Regions from separate parts of the Mus musculus genome. Here region 2 is linked to region 1. The links are chromatin contacts, called in public promoter capture Hi-C maps. All regions are on one chromosome and are shown on one strand. The core of a region is the stretch at or near the end of the contact, and the rest is flanking DNA. Distances in the headings are between cores, read along the strand shown.

Region 1 (4,568 bases), core at 1,344-3,843:
TTTGTATGCATTGAATACAGTTTAGTACAGAAATTTTTGTCATGAAACTATTTAATTCAAAAGGTACCTTGTTTTACCATGAGTCAGCGTGATGAGAACATATTTAAAACTTTCAAATCCCAGTTGGGAGGTATAACACATTATATTTTTAGTAGCCATTTAAAATGAATGAATTTATTTACCGAGCTATTTTAAACCATTGCACATTGCTACCAAATGTAATTGTAATTGTAAATGTTTGCAGATTAAACAGTTTTCTTTTTCAAATAAACTTGGTGTACCTTGGGATCCATATGGCCAAGATCCTATAGGATATAACAACGTGATGCTGTGTCTCTCATGTATTTGATATCAGGCAAATTTGGGTCATGATTATTTTTACTAGTTGTAATTCTTACTTTGTCTTTTAAATTCACTATGAGAATCAAAGAATTAAATAAATCTTTAATTTAGCAACATTCATTGTTGCACACTAGCTTTTCTTTTCTGTTGCTCTCTTCTGTCTAAGAGCTGGTGCAGCACAGACCTCAAACTCTGGTACCACCATGGCTGGGTCTGCATCTTGACTGTAGTTATCATGGCTCCTTATACCTGAGGCAAATGATATAACCTCTCTGAATCTGTTTTCTTATCTGAAATTGAGGAATTACCCGGTTTCTAAGAATTAAATGAGTTAAATATGTAAAATAATTTGAACACTCTGTGGCATATGGTAAGTGCTATGTAATATCCTTGTTAGTAGTATTTTTGCTTTGAAGAGAGTTATAAATCATGAAAATGAAGGGGATGCAGAGCGCCAGTTCAGTAACAAAACCTAACTGGCGAATGTGTAGCGAAAGCTCAGATGAGTCTTCCCTTTTAGACTTCTCAGTGGTCAGGCTTTTGTTTTTGTTTATTTAGTCAGGTTGATTATGTTTGAAAGATCATGTTGTTATTAAGACAAATTTTACTGTAGTGTAGGGAATCTATATGCACTTAATTTAAAGATAAAGAACCATAATGTTGCTCCAATAGTTAATTGGTACATTTCCTTTAGGTTTGGAAAATATAAAGCAATTTCAACGTTAAATACTAAATGTTTAATATTAAACTTTTCAAATACTTACTGTTTCTACATTTGTGCATCTTACTATGTTCTTTTAGAGAGTGAAAAAACTGAAATTTTACTTACCTGTAGAATGCACTCAAAGCTAATTACTTCCCATGACTTCCTTATTTAATACAAAAGCCCAAAATTCTATTTAGTTCCATAAATACTGCATGTTAATGAATTGCACGATTAAACCATTAAAAAATAACAAATAAACGTTTTACCATGACCCTGATCTATAGCCATATCCAAAGATACTTTGATCTGCTGAGATTAGCAGGTAACAACACACAAGAGCAGTTTGTTAGAATCAATTCTGTAGGTAAACAGCCACTCCAAGCAAGTGACTCTCAACCTTCCTAATTCTGCGACCCTTTAATACAGTTCCTCATGTTGTGGTGATTAACCATAAAATTATTTTGTTGCTGCTTCATAACTGTAATTTTGATACCTTTATGAATCGTAATATAAATATCTGATATGCAGAATATCTGATATGCGACCCCAAGAGGTTGCAAACCGCTGCTCTAAACCCAGGCTTTATTCTCCTTTGGGTTTGAGCCTTATATCTGGGCTGAAATGGTGGGGCAAAAAGCCTAACCATCGAATTTCCACATCAATAGCTCTAGCCTGGGTGGATCAGGTGCTTCACCTCCCGGGTTTTCCCTTGCTAGAAACCCCTTCCTGAATTTTCCCTTCTGTGTCAACCTTCAAAGAAATTGAAGGTTAGGAAAGAAACATCATTTCTTGAGCTTTACAAACAAGCCCTAGCTGCTTGTCTCCCCGATCTCCCCCACCCCCCACCCCCCTGAGAAAACTGCACCAGAGTGGCGCTGGAGAGCAATGTGGGGTTCGGGTGTTCCGCCTTCCAGCTGCAGGCTGACTCATTTCTTTGGTTCCATTGCTCCTCCTTCCCTGGCCTTGCTGCCTAGTCCTGAGGCCACAGGAGGCTCTTTGCCCAGAAGCCTCTCTGCCTACTGTTCTGTTATGATTGCCCCCGGGGTGTCTTAGCCCTTTAGTTTAAACAGCAGAGGGGGGAGTGAGGAGCCTCTGCTTCCTTGCTACAATACCCCCCTCTCAATATTTGTGTTAGTGTTGCGGGCAGGGGAGGATGTGTAAAAATGTGGGAGAGGGCCCTGGGCAGGAGGAGTGGGAATGAACAACAGAATGCTGCTGCTGGAACTTTTATTAGTATCCCAGAGGGCTTTGAGGTTTGGGCCTTCATCCTCATTGGCTGGTGTTCGTCCCCAAGCCTTGACCACTCTTCTGGACACTCCCTGACCCTTTCCAAATACACGCCAGTGTAATATATTCAGTGAAATGAATTGCTACTCACTATTTTTCCATGTTAAATAAGCATTGTTTCCTAGACTAGGTTCTGCTTTTTCCCACTAAGGGAACAAATTGTGGGGGAGGGGCGCTGCTTTGGGATCCTTTCCTGCCCTAACTATAAGTAAATAAATGGCAGGGTGAGCAGTGCAAGGGTCAGATTTAATGGGATTAGGGTGCTTGTTCAGGGTAACATTACACTAGCTTGGGGAATCGAGTTTGTCAGAAGGAGCGTGTGTGCCATCCCGGTCACTTTACCCAGTGTGGGTAACTGTATAAAAGATTGGCCATCTCTGGCTACCTACCCTTTCTGCAGCCCTACCCCTCTGCCAGAGTGTTTCTTCAGGGCTGATGGACAGCTTTGTTTCCTTTTCATTTCAGCTGCAGATGAAGACATCCTTGCTAAAGGAAAACAGTCCATCAAGAGTCAGGCTTTAGGAAATCAGAACTCTGAAAACGAGGCCCTCCTGGAAGGCGACGACGATACTCTGTCATCCGTGGATGAGAAAGATTTAGAGAATCTTGCCGGTAATTCAGTGGCTGCGCAGATATTTCAGCTGGCTCTGGGACAATGAGCATCTAATTACTTACTTTTTCAGCTGTGACCACTGGGACTACCAAGCCTACATCCACAATTATATTAACTAGAAATTGGTTTTGTTCTTCCCAATGTTTCTCCCTTCATCTTCTATAATTGCTCTTGTTTTTTCTTCTTCTCAGCCCTCTGATCTTCCTGATCTTTTTCTTTTATATATAATTTCCATTGAAACAAAAAATATTAAAAGCAGCTACAACAGAATTGCTTCATGCAGCCTTTGGAAGTTGCCATACTCTATAAAATGAGGTTTATAAGTGAAATTCTGCCCATTGTTTGTAAACAAAGCTTGGAGGCAGTTTGCTTTAAACATAGACTTTTAGGGAAATACTGAATATACATGTAAGTCACTCAAAAACTGAGCCTCAGAAATTCCTTGGGAGTCACACATTTTTCATAGTATAGGACTTTTGATTTATATTTAGGAGATTCTCAGTTTTATTTTTCTTTTGGAAAAAAAAATTCACTTGTTTAGCCTGAACTTTTATCCATAGATGACTTTTTAACTTTAATGTCTGTGATTTTTTTTATTATTGCTATTATTATTATTGTTGTTGTTGTTGTTGTTGTTGTTTCATGAGGAAAATATGAAAACGCACATAGTTTCTATATGTGAAAATTACATAGTTTTTATTGCAATGAATTTAAGAGAATAGTCATTTGAAAGCTTTTATTTGGCAATATACCTCCAACCTTGTGCTGCTATGAAAAATGAAAACAAAGCTGGAGGCTGATTACCCTGTTTGATGACCATAAACCTCTCAACGTAGAATAAAATTAATTGGAGTGCGTTTGTTAAGGGGTCTGTAGTGGGAATGGGGGTTAAGGAGGATGCTGTTGTTCTGGTATTTTCCTTCACATCTCCTTATCCATCTCCTTTTTTTTTTTACTTTACCCCTATTCTTATGACTAACGATATGTTCTCACGGTAATAGAGGTGAAAGGGAGTTTAATTATATAATCTTGACAATGGCAATGGGATTAAGAAGTAATCCACACTAATAAAGTGGTGCGGGTTAGAAATGAAGTGGAAATTGTCAGGGGTCTTCTGCAGAACCTAGGCTGCCCCAGCTTCTGCAGCTGTCTGCTTACCCTGTAATTGAATGTCTGAGAATGATTGAAAAAATGTTATTTCTTCTCAGGATTACATGCTAATGTACAGAGGGCAAAAGGAGACAGCAAAAGAACACATAGCTGCTTATTCCATCCATTTACAGGGATGAGCTCTGGGAAATCATGGCTGTTCTGACGCCTCTGCTCCCCATCTGCAAACACAATGCATTTGTACATTGGGAATAGAGGGCAAAACCTGCTCTGATCTCTGCAGAGCATCCCTTCCATTGTCCTCCTGGCACACATTAAGATTGATGTGAGATTAAGGACCATCGCACTTCAAACAATCGATGGAAATGTCAATTCATCTGAATTTTGAAACACTTATTCATCCATTGATTACCTGAATAGGTGCACCTTGTTTATAGGCACTATATTAATTCAGAATTACACATGCCACTCTTCTCTTTGGCTGTTTGTTTGTTTTTTAAAAAACAAAAC
Region 2 (4,449 bases), core at 692-3,191, 1.3 Mb after region 1:
GGGGCCCACGGGACAGCAGACCTCGCGACAGGATGCGGCGGAGGCACAGGCCAGCATCAACGAAGTCATCAGACTGCCTAGCCCCGCGGCCGGGCGATGCCAGCCCAGCTGCCCGAGCCGCTGGCCTCGCAGCATCGCGGCGGCGCCCGCCTTGCTCGGGCCGCGCAGCCGTCCGTGCGCTCCTAGCTGCCGCCGCCCGGCCTCGCGCGACACGTGCGCGGGGCGGTGTTAAAGACTAGCCACCAGGAGAGGGCGGCACCCACGGCCCCGCCCCGCCCCGCCTGCCAATGCCCCCAGTGCCCCCTCCCCTTTTGAGGCCCTAATGCCAGCTCGCCTTCCTAATGTCCCTCGCGGCTGCAGGAGACCTGGGGCGGGGGGCTGCCATAGATTGCCTCACAAGTGTCTTCTGAGGCTGGGGGAGCTAGGAAGCTGATACCTTATTTCTCACAGTAAAACAGCTGCATTTTCAGATTTGCGGGGAAGTGGAGAAATTGAGCAAGGGAAGGGTTGAAGTCCAGGTCATCCCAGCCAGCCTCACGGTGCACTTTACTTAAGAGGGTGTGCATGTCACTTGGAATAAGTTAGGTGAACGCTCTCCAGACCCTAGTAAGGAAAGGGAGAGGGCCTCAGCATGGCTGGATGCAGAACCTGGGGAGAAAAATAGTGGGAGAGAAGAGTCCTTAGAACACAATTGGAGGAAGATTGGAAAGTGGAGACCTCTCGGTCCTCAAAAGACCACAGGGTGGCGCTAGAAGCCCTCGCGCCCGGCGTTTGCGCTCGGCCTGGGGCTTCGAGGGCGGAGAAGAGCAGTTCTGAGCCTTTCTAAGCTGTGCCTCTGGTCTTAGGGTCAGTTCCCAATCCTAACCATCCATCTGGGGCCCCAGAGCCGAGCCATGGCCAGGCAGACCAAGCTTGGCATCGATCGCCGTCCTGACAAGAGCATCGATTTCTGTGCGGAGAAATTAATAGATCTCTTAGTTCTTCGGACGTGGGAGCTGGGAACCATCGGCTCACGGTATTTGTGAACCTGGGAAGTCTCAGGCCCAGCATCCAGGCCACTAAATGGCAAGTCTTGCGCAATGGCCTTCTTGACTGCACGTATAAGTGTCGCGTTTAAGAGATCATCCCATCATGAATTGTCCTCCAAGTGGCCCCGAATAAGTACATATATAGAGACCCACTAAGCATCCTGAGTTCTTAAAAGTAACCAAATGGAGCCAGGCAGTGGTGGCACACGCCTTTAATCCCAGCACATGGGAGGCAGAGGCAGGCAGATTTCTGAGTTCGAGGCCAGCCTGGTCTACTTCCAGGACAGCCAGGGCTACACAAAGGAACCCTGTCTCGAAAAACCAAAAAAAAAAAAAGTAACCAAATGAAGGAGGAATCTCACAGAGAGAAGAACGACTCGTCTCCTAGGGATTTGAGCCAAAACCAAGGGATTTGACGGGGACATACCCCGCGCCAAGGAAGTATGTTCAAAGTAGCCTCGGGAGGCTGGGAAGGGCTGTGAGAGGCGAAGTGGTGAGGTCGAAGTGGTGAGGTCTTCAGGTTTCACCAGTGGAGTCCGACCTGTCCAGGCTGCGGGAAGTTACCCCGCAGATGTCAAAACACCTGTTGGACTCCAGAACTCCCCTGCAAATCAAGCCAGGGAGCCCAGCCGCTCCCTCCAGATCTGCAGCGAGCGGGTTGGGGGGGTGGGGATGGGGGAGAGAGGGAAACTGAGACAGAGAGAGGGGTTCCAGAGCTCAGTTCTTGGCCCCCAACCTTATTTCCCCAACACATCTGTCCCCCACCTCCCTCAGTTGACAGGCTAAATATTTTCCCTTGACTTGGTGGGAGGGGCGGAGAGAACAGAGAAGTCGGCGGGCGGCGGCGTAAACCAATCCGTTTCTGGAAAGGGCGGGAGCTGGGCGAGGTCCCTGCCTTTCTGCCCCACCAGCCGCGGCCGGTCGACCGAGAGTGGAAGTCTGCATGTCCAGGAGGTCCGCGGAGTGTCTCGGGGTGGAGTGCTGCGGGTGTCTCGGGACCCCGCTGCCGCCCCTTGGGGCACTCCCGGGGCTCACCGGGGGCTTCCACTCTGCCTCCCCTCAGGACTGCCTGGACTGTCTGGATCTTTGTGTTCTGAATCATCCTCCCTCTGGATGCCTCTCTGAGGCTCCTCCACTCCTATCTGCATCTCTGTCCCAGTATCTGTCTCTGGACCACACTGAGGCTGTCTCTAGCTGCTTGTCACAGGCTTTGTTTCCTCTGTTCCGAAATTCTTTTCTATCTCCCGCGGTCTCTATTTGAGATCTCTAATCCCTTTGCCTTTGTGTGTCGTCGTCGTCCCCACCCCTGCCACTTCACACTGGAACCTGGGTCTGCATCCTCCTTTCTCCCTGGAGGATACCTGGAAGACAACCAGGGCTGAGGTCATGGCAGTGCCTGCTCTGTGGCCCTGGGGAGTACACTTGCTTATGAGCCTGCTGTCCTTGGGATCTGGCCTGGACACACTAGAGGGTGAGTCCCCAGCAACGTCCGTCTAACCCCCATCTCCCTCCAGAACACCTATACTTAACTTAGTCTTTGGTTGGTTGGTTTTGGTGTCTCCAGACAGGGTTTCTCTGTGTTACCCTGGCTGTCCTAAAACTCTATCTGTAGACCAAGCCGGCCTTGAACATAGAGATCCACCTGCCTCCACCTCTCAAGAGCTGGGGTTGAAGGTGTGCAGCACAACTGATTCCTAGTTAGTCTTTATTGGGACGGGAAGACGAGGATCAGCTCTCAGAAGGACTTTTTGCCAGCTAGAACTGTTATATGAAGAGTTTTCTCTCTCAGCTCCCCTAAGAGGTTAAGGAGTTAGAAATGGAACGAACAGATGTTCTTCAACTCACGGCTGTTAGTGAAACCGCGATCCCAGTAAAGTCTGAGTTTAAACCAAAATGAGACTGAGAATTGGAGGTTGCTTCTAGGGCCACTGACTGATAAGAGGCAGGCTGGGATCGAAGCTGAAAACCAGGCACCATTAAGCAATTTGACTTACTGTGTGGATTGTAGGCTCAGAGACAGGAGAGGCAGACCCAGGGCAAGTCCTGAGCTCTGGCACCCCAGGCTTTCATCTGTGTTGGTGGGGACCCTGGGGTCCCACTGTGGGCAGGAGGGCTGTCTGAGAGAGGACTGCCTCTCCTCCGTAACTCAGTGATATACCTCAGATTCACACTTCTCACCAAAGGCACCTAGGGAGTGGGAGTGGGACTAATGCAGACCAAATAGCCCCTCATGGGTTGCCAGGGGCTATGTGGGACAAAGAAGAAGCAACAGAAGAGGAAACAGTAAGTGTATAACGCCATCATTTAATCTGCCTTTGTCCTCCATACAGAGTTTGGGAACTCAACACTCTGGGAACGGGAAGGGTCTTAAAACATTCTTCTAAGTGGGGGCTTCCAGGACCAAGCCAGGGCTCCCTTTCCTGTAAGGATAATACAGATGGACTGGGGTAAGGTGTCTCATGAAAGAGGCCAGAAGATTTGCAATGCATGGTGATCTACCTGAACGCCCTACCCCTGTTCCTTCTGTGCCAGGACACTGCACAGCAGATGCTAGGCAGGAGCACAGTTGTCAAAATAAAGCAAGCATGCCCTGGGAGTTAGTGTTTGGTCAAGGAGCCCAGCTGTTGTTTCCCAGCGAAGCTCTCCCTGGAGCTTGGCCTGAGGACAGGCAGGGGTTAATCTGCAAAGGTCTTAGATTTGTTTTTCCAATGTCTCACATTAGGGGAGCTCTGGAGAGGCTAAGGCATGATGGGAAGTGGGCGCCTGAGGGAACCCCCCCACCTGCCTCAAAGAGCCTAATTGGCTTTCATGGAGGGAACAGAAGTGTTTTTCCTTCTCTTCTTTTTCTGTGTATGTACCTGCCTAGTCTAGTGTGTGCGCAAGCATGTGGACACGCACGTGTGCAACAGCCGACAGTCGAGCATGGACCACAGAGAGAATGTATAGGAAGACAGGTCTTCCTGTCCTCCATCCCATCCAAATCAGCCTTGTCAAGTGCTAAGGCAGGAGGGACTGGGCTAGCCTGTATGGAAGAATGCGGGGTATGGTACCAATGTGTGTGTGTGTGTGTGTGTGTGTGTGTGTGAGAGAGAGAGAGAGAGGGGGGGGGGTGAGGAGAGAGGAAGTAGACCAGAAAATTACACCAAAGCTTTTAGACTTGCATCGTACAGGAAGACCCTGCAAGCTCTCCTTAGGAGGAAGTGAGGAAGCATCCAGCCCCTATAGGGAAAAAAGCCTTAACAAAAAGACAAATGGACTGAGTCCCAAAGGAAACAGTAGAGTCAGGATCCAGATGTTCATGTCCCATAGTGTCCCAAGTGCCCAGAGGTTCCAATCCTGAACTGGATAGCACGGGGGGGGGGGGGATGCAAAATTGACTTAGAACAGCCAGAACCTTGAAGAGAGGGTTGGAACTGTAAGC

The links. Promoter capture Hi-C pulls out the DNA fragments that hold promoters and counts their contacts.
Region 2: a promoter capture Hi-C map of liver shows a contact between it and region 1, with 4 times the contacts expected there. The contact joins the promoter of Insrr here to the enhancer-like site in region 1. A contact is called at or near these places in 5 of 39 promoter capture datasets (cranial neural crest, hippocampal neurons, liver and 1 more).

What each region holds. Positions count from the first base shown.
Region 1 is chr3:86,537,103-86,541,670 of GRCm38.p6, forward strand. Lrba (LPS-responsive beige-like anchor) reads left to right here. Exons shown (of 57, transcript NM_030695.2): 39 at 2,801-2,947. The region is part of intron 3 of Gm31677 (a long non-coding RNA gene); the gene reads right to left. Among named protein-coding and RNA genes, the nearest start is that of Mab21l2, 8.9 kb to the right of the region's middle. Within about 2 kb of position 2,594, at least 80 of the 459 cell types and tissues checked have an H3K27ac peak or open chromatin away from gene starts, as enhancers often do. A contact at or near this core is called in liver, where this site is marked.
Region 2 is chr3:87,795,010-87,799,458 of GRCm38.p6, forward strand. It overlaps Insrr (insulin receptor-related receptor), which reads left to right and starts at 1,942. Exons shown (of 22, transcript NM_011832.2): 1 at 1,942-2,499. The coding sequence starts at 2,415. It overlaps Ntrk1 (neurotrophic tyrosine kinase, receptor, type 1), which reads right to left and starts at 153. Exons shown (of 17, transcript NM_001033124.1): 1 at 1-153. The coding sequence starts at 135.